Regions from separate parts of the Gossypium hirsutum genome. Here region 1 is linked to region 2. A link is a contact called in public Hi-C data. All regions are on one chromosome and are shown on one strand. The core of a region is the stretch at or near the end of the contact, and the rest is flanking DNA. Distances in the headings are between cores, read along the strand shown. Region 1 holds the start of LOC107890495 (lipid phosphate phosphatase epsilon 2, chloroplastic). Region 2 holds the start of LOC107956718 (heavy metal-associated isoprenylated plant protein 43).

Region 1 (3,018 bases), core at 156-2,655, 320 kb after region 2:
TTTGGAAATTCCTCGGGATCTTTTGGCTCTTCAATCTTTATAATGGGTATTGAATATACAAGTTCTCTTGGTAATTTCCTAACAACTAATTTATCCATCTATGGTTTGTCAAACACATTTTGCTTCCCAGTCAACTTTCGTGAACTTATACTTTGTCTTGCTATTTTCCTTGCTCCATAAGAGATTATAAACTTCGCGAAGTTTATAACTAGATTCCAATAGGTTCGTGGTATCGATGTCTTCCAAAGTTCGTTTAAAATGATTTGATGCTCCCGTTCTATTAATGTCCCTCTAAGGGTTAAGTATTGCACTTTATTCTTTCTAATTATTTCATGACCCTTCCACAACACTTTTTGCATCTTTTGATTTACGGTAATAAGGTGTTGAATAATGTCTTCTTCTGGTTTCATTCTGTAATCTTGCACTTCTCTCATCATCTTATCAACTTTCTCCCTTTTTGCTAAAGTTATTATCTCATTAGGTAATACCAAATATGTTGTCATTTCTAACAATATCTATAACAAAAATATTTTCAGTTGTTATCACTAATTAACAATTACTTTATAATAGTTTTACTAACATAAACACTTTGAAATATATTAAAAAAATTTAAAACATAACATTCACAATAAACACATAATTAATCTAAATATAAAACTTACTAAAAAATCACAATAAACAAAATAACTTTTAAAACAAAACATAAAATAACACTAAACAAACTATATAATACTAACAAAATATTTTTTTTCTTATCATAATCTATTTTATTTAAAAATAACAAAAAAGAAGATACCTTCTTTTTCTTCTCTTCTCCTTTTCTTCTTCTGTAATTTTTTTAGTGGAAAAAATTATTTTTTCTGTCTTTCTTCTCTTCTCCCTCTCTTCTTCTACAATTTTTTTTACTGGTGTGTGCCTTAGTTTGATGGCTTAAATAGAGAGTTTGGAGAAGTGGGTGCCGTCTGTGCCACGTCAGCAACTGGTGTCGCCTTTGGTACATCCTCCTTTTTTTTTAACAATTTATGTTTTTTTTAACTAATAGTTGTCAGAAAAGTAAGGTGGTTATGCCGCCTTTAGCAGGCGGCACCACCCTACATTTACCATTTTGGTACATAATTTTTAGTTTATATTATTTTAGTGTTTTATTTTATTTTTTTGTATTATATTAATAAAAAAACCCTATTTTCTCCCCCTCTACTAAAAAATACTTATTTTTAAAATTTTCAAAAAATCCATCTATTTAGTGAATAATATATTTTTACATGTATATATATATATATGACTAATTTAGCCTAAATATCCTGGGATGAAGAAAAAAAATTATCTAATTTATTTAAAACGAAAAAAAAAACATTTGCTACGCTAATAATATAAAATGCATAAAAAACGTTATAACACGTGGGAAAATATTGTCGTAGATGGGACAGTCGTGGAGGATCTGTCGTTCTTACATAACTTAGGGTTCTAAAGAGATCCCCTTCTTGGAATTTTCTCATCCATTTGTTACTCTTCCAAACACCTGCAAAATATAAAATTACTTCTCTCTCCACGCTCCACACATTCTCATCAATTTCAATAAATTAAATCTTTTATGAAATGTTTCTCTTCTTCATCTTCGATACTTCCTTTCCTTTCATCAACCTCCTCCGTCCTAGTACTTCCCAAAAACATGTCTCCGATTTCAACTCTTTCCCACCCTCTAGTCTTCAAATTCAATCTTAATTCTTCACCTAAGCTTCTTAAATCGTTTGACCCAGAGTTTTTCCTCCATCTCCGAACCCGCAAAACAAGTTCTCTTGGAGGAATTTTGACCGATAAAACTGGGGTGCGCGACTCTTCAAGAACTATGATTAAAACTTCTGTGTTAAAGGAGTCTAGGGACAGAGACGATGGTATTCAAGCGCTTGAACAAGAAGTAGAAGGTTTCATTGACGGATCAATACGGGTTCAAGGTTTCGAGTCCACTTTGAACCGTCTGGTGAGTCTATTTGTCTCTATATATTTGGATATACTTATTTGGGCATGTAATATTTTCCATGTTTACTGAGATGGAGGTTTTGGGTTTGTTGGGTGATAGAGCAAGTGGTTGGTGTCAGCTTTGTTTGGTGGGGTGATACTTTGGAGGCCTGACGCGGAGGCTTTATGGATGGCGATGGGGTCGATTGTGAATGCGGTGCTCTCAGTTGGACTGAAACGGTTGCTGAATCAGGAGCGGCCAGTGGCCGGCCTTAAGTCCGACCCTGGGATGCCATCTTCTCATGCCCAATCCATCTTCTTCACTGTCGTCTTCGCTATAGCTTCATGTGAGTAAGCCCTTGCTTTCACTTTCGCTTTAGACTGCCAAAATTGAGCGTTAGTATTTAACGTAGTTCTGTATTTGGTATTTCACAGTATTGGAATGGCTAGGAATTAATGAACTTTCGGTGGGCATTTCCGTTCTGGCTCTGGCATTTGGTTCATATCTTGTAAGTATACATCCTGAAAACTATATTAAAAAGATTAGTCTTGATTGTTTTAGCAGTAGAAAAAAGCTTTGATTTCTGAAGCTTGTGAAAATTGCATCTAATCTAATTGCTGGTTTACAGTCATGGCTTCGAGTGTCACAAAAGCTTCATACGATGAATCAAATTCTTGTGGGTGCTGTGGTAGGTTCCATTTTCTCAGTTTTATGGTACCTGTCATGGGATGCTGTTGTTTTGGAAGCATTTAACTCCTCGCTGTGGGTAAGGGTCATTGTTCTTTTGGCTTGTGCTGGATTTGGCCTAGGCTTTCTTACATATGTGATACAATATTGGCTCAAGGATGAAAGATAGACCATGTATTTGCGTTGTAATCAGTTTCATTAATACAAGTCATTTGATTCCATCTCAACAGTTTCAAACTATCAGAAATGCTTAGTCATCACAGGCTCTGGCATAAGAAAACAATGTATTTGGAACTATTGACACTATTTGTCTTTACAGAGCGCAAAAGAGAAACATAAACGTGAATTCCTTGAACCCCAAATATCATTGATTG
Region 2 (2,961 bases), core at 81-2,580:
TTTTTTTATTTTTCTTTTCTTCTTCTCCCCTTTCTTCTTCTCCCTTTTCTTTTTATATTAAAAAAAAACTAAGATTACTAATAATTGCAATGGCAAAAATAACAAACCACAAGATTTAGGTTGTTAGTGTATTTATATAGATTATTTCATAATAATGTTTAATGAGCAAAACATAATTTAAATAATATATAAATAATTATTTTTCTAATTTATTCTATTTAAAAATGGTAAAGTATCAATCCAAATATATATTTTGAAAACACTTCAACATTTTTGATAAATATTGAAAACATCCGAGTTGAGTGGACAGGTTAAGTAAAAAATTGGGAAAAAAATCCATGGACACGTATACTCATTTTGTTCATAGCAAAAGCAATTAAGGTAACTGTCAAATAACTTTGATCTTCTAGTCTTAACTTATGGGATGGTGGTTAAAATTTTTGTTAAACACTTATTTGTCATAATTCAAATCATGTTATCCCATCTCCTACTTAATATATATATATAAAAGTTTGTTTTGAAAAGCAAGTTTAAATAAAAATAAATAAAACTATTTTTTTAAACAATCTCATTATATATTCTGATCATATCTACTCTTTTTGACCCAATGCTTAAAACTATCCTTAGTTCCTTCCCAACCTATAAATAGAAGGATAATACACTTCAGCACACTTGAACGTACATCTTCTTACATTGACAATAATGTCTATATCAATCGAGCTAAAACCCAATCAACATAAATACAACCTATTATTATTATCACATGATTGAGCACCCAACGTTGGGCTCATTATATCTATCCATATAGACTACAGGATAGTGGAATTGGGGATTTGGGTCAGTCTTCTTATCATCTTTCTTGGGCTCAGCCTTCTTCTCTTCCGGCTTCTTCTGGGGTTCCTTTGGAGGTGCTGGGGGAGGCCCTACACTCACCAGCTCTACAAATTTCCCTACTTTTCTCGTTCGAACTATAATATCATATGGGTCTGCATCGCCTGTTACTGATATAGTTCCCTTGGCAGCATCCACCTCTATCTTATCCACCCCTGCACACCAATAAATTCAACAATATGTACATAAATATTAATGTTTGATAAACATGTTCGGATACAGCTTCAAAATTTGCCATCAATTATTACAAAGCCAAAGAGGAATATGGTACTGTTTCTAGCCATGTGTCTACCTTGTACTCCAGAGATTGCCTTAAGAAGCTTCTTCCTGCCTTTATCGCCTGAGAGATCAACCTTCAAAACAGTCTTCTTTACCATGGAAACCAAACTAAAGTGTCTAAAATTTAAATCAAGAGCAACTCTTAACTAGGTTAAGTATTGCAGCAGCATGATCTTATTTAAAGAGAAAGATGGGTATATATATAAATATATATATATATATCAGATTCTTTGGTTTGTTCACCTGGACTCCATAGCAAGGGAGGTTTTTCCTATTGCCTGTTTACCTAGATCCTATCTAATTATATAATCACAAATAGTTTCTGGGTGGTGGATTCTTAGCATTTGACGTATATATGTTATCGTTTATATTTGGATGTATTTGCTTAGACTGGCATTCTGCTTTCAGCATGCACCATCTGGTGCACTTACACACTTAACAAGCCAAGAAACAGCAACTCATTGGAACCATCATCGCTAACTAAATCACATAGCAAATAGCAATCGATGAACTACAGACCCAAAATCATTATGTTGGTATATATGCAAGTCCTGTTTTTTATTAAGCAAATATTAACCAATGCTGTGGACCGTGGTGCAGATGATATTTACCTATAAAACAAATATAATTAATTCATTACATTTTGAAATAATAATTTAATTATCTTATGATAACATAATTACTCCACTAATAAATGTGATGTTAAAAGTTGGATTTAAGTCGGTGAGAATGCGAGATACATTTGTGTTGTTTTAGTTATCGATACTGTACTACTTCTATAAACAGAATCTCCCAAGCATTTTTATTATAACACGCGTCCTTTTTAGTCTTGAAATATAAGTAGGTCCCAAGCGTTTCTGTCTAACATCCTTTCCTTTTTCCCGCTAGAGGATAGAGGTAAATTTTCAGCATTGAGCCCTCTGCTATGTTAATATTTAGCATTTAGTCTTGATATTTTAATTTGACATAATTAGATCATCTACTTTATCAATGACATTAATTGATTCAAATAGTTAATATCCTTAATTATTACGGTTAAAATGATGTCGTGAATTTTTTTAAAAACACCTTTCTAACACAAACAAAATAAATCTATTTCAATATGATAAGTACATATTTTTAACACATAATGTTAAGTTTGAAATGATATTTTTACTCGAAATAATTAAGAGCACTAATTATTTGAAGTAACTAAAAATAGAACTAAATTAAATTAAATTAAAATATAAATCTTAAATATTAAATTTAAATATAGTAAAGAGGTTATAATCATAATTTGAATTAAAAGGTTGTATACATAAAGCAATTATTTATCCTTTGATTTAATAAAAAATGATTTTTTAAAATAATATTTTTAATTAAAAATTTCGATCATAATTACTTTAATAAATATATACTACAATTTCAATAAATATCAAATAAATAATTATAATATAATTAAAATTATATTAAAAAATTTTGAAGCCTATCTAAACGGCAAAAACATTCTAGTTTTTAATTAAAAGTGTTACGAGGACGCCAATCAAGTAACATAGAAGTCTTGTTTATGGGTGGGTTGAAGTTGGGTTCAGATCAAATCTAAGTATAATATTGATATATTTTATATTTGTCTAAATTTAGTTTGATTTGAAATATGAGCATAAAATTTTGACCAAGTCTATTCATATTTGTAAAATGTTAACTTAAGTTTGCCCATATTATTTTTTAAAAAATATTTATATTATTTTAATTCAATATTTAAGAATTTTTATATTTTTTATTTATTAATTTTTTTTATATATTCATCTTAAC

Evidence for each region. A called contact is a pair of places that touch in the nucleus more often than the background predicts.
Region 1: a contact with region 2 is called in a Hi-C map of leaf, with 2.2 times the contacts expected there. The contact joins the promoter of LOC107890495 here to the promoter of LOC107956718 in region 2. A contact is called at or near these places in 2 of 34 Hi-C or Micro-C datasets (both in leaf).

The regions. Positions count from the first base shown.
Region 1 is chrA12:15,083,310-15,086,327 of Gossypium_hirsutum_v2.1, forward strand. It overlaps LOC107890495 (lipid phosphate phosphatase epsilon 2, chloroplastic), which reads left to right and starts at 1,406. Exons shown (of 4, transcript XM_016814959.2): 1 at 1,406-1,978; 2 at 2,078-2,303; 3 at 2,392-2,465; 4 at 2,586-2,871. The coding sequence starts at 1,592. The coding sequence ends at 2,813.
Region 2 is chrA12:14,758,839-14,761,799 of Gossypium_hirsutum_v2.1, forward strand. LOC107956718 (heavy metal-associated isoprenylated plant protein 43) reads right to left here and starts at 1,331. Exons shown (of 2, transcript XM_016892274.2): 1 at 1,184-1,331; 2 at 580-1,046. The coding sequence starts at 1,268. The coding sequence ends at 760.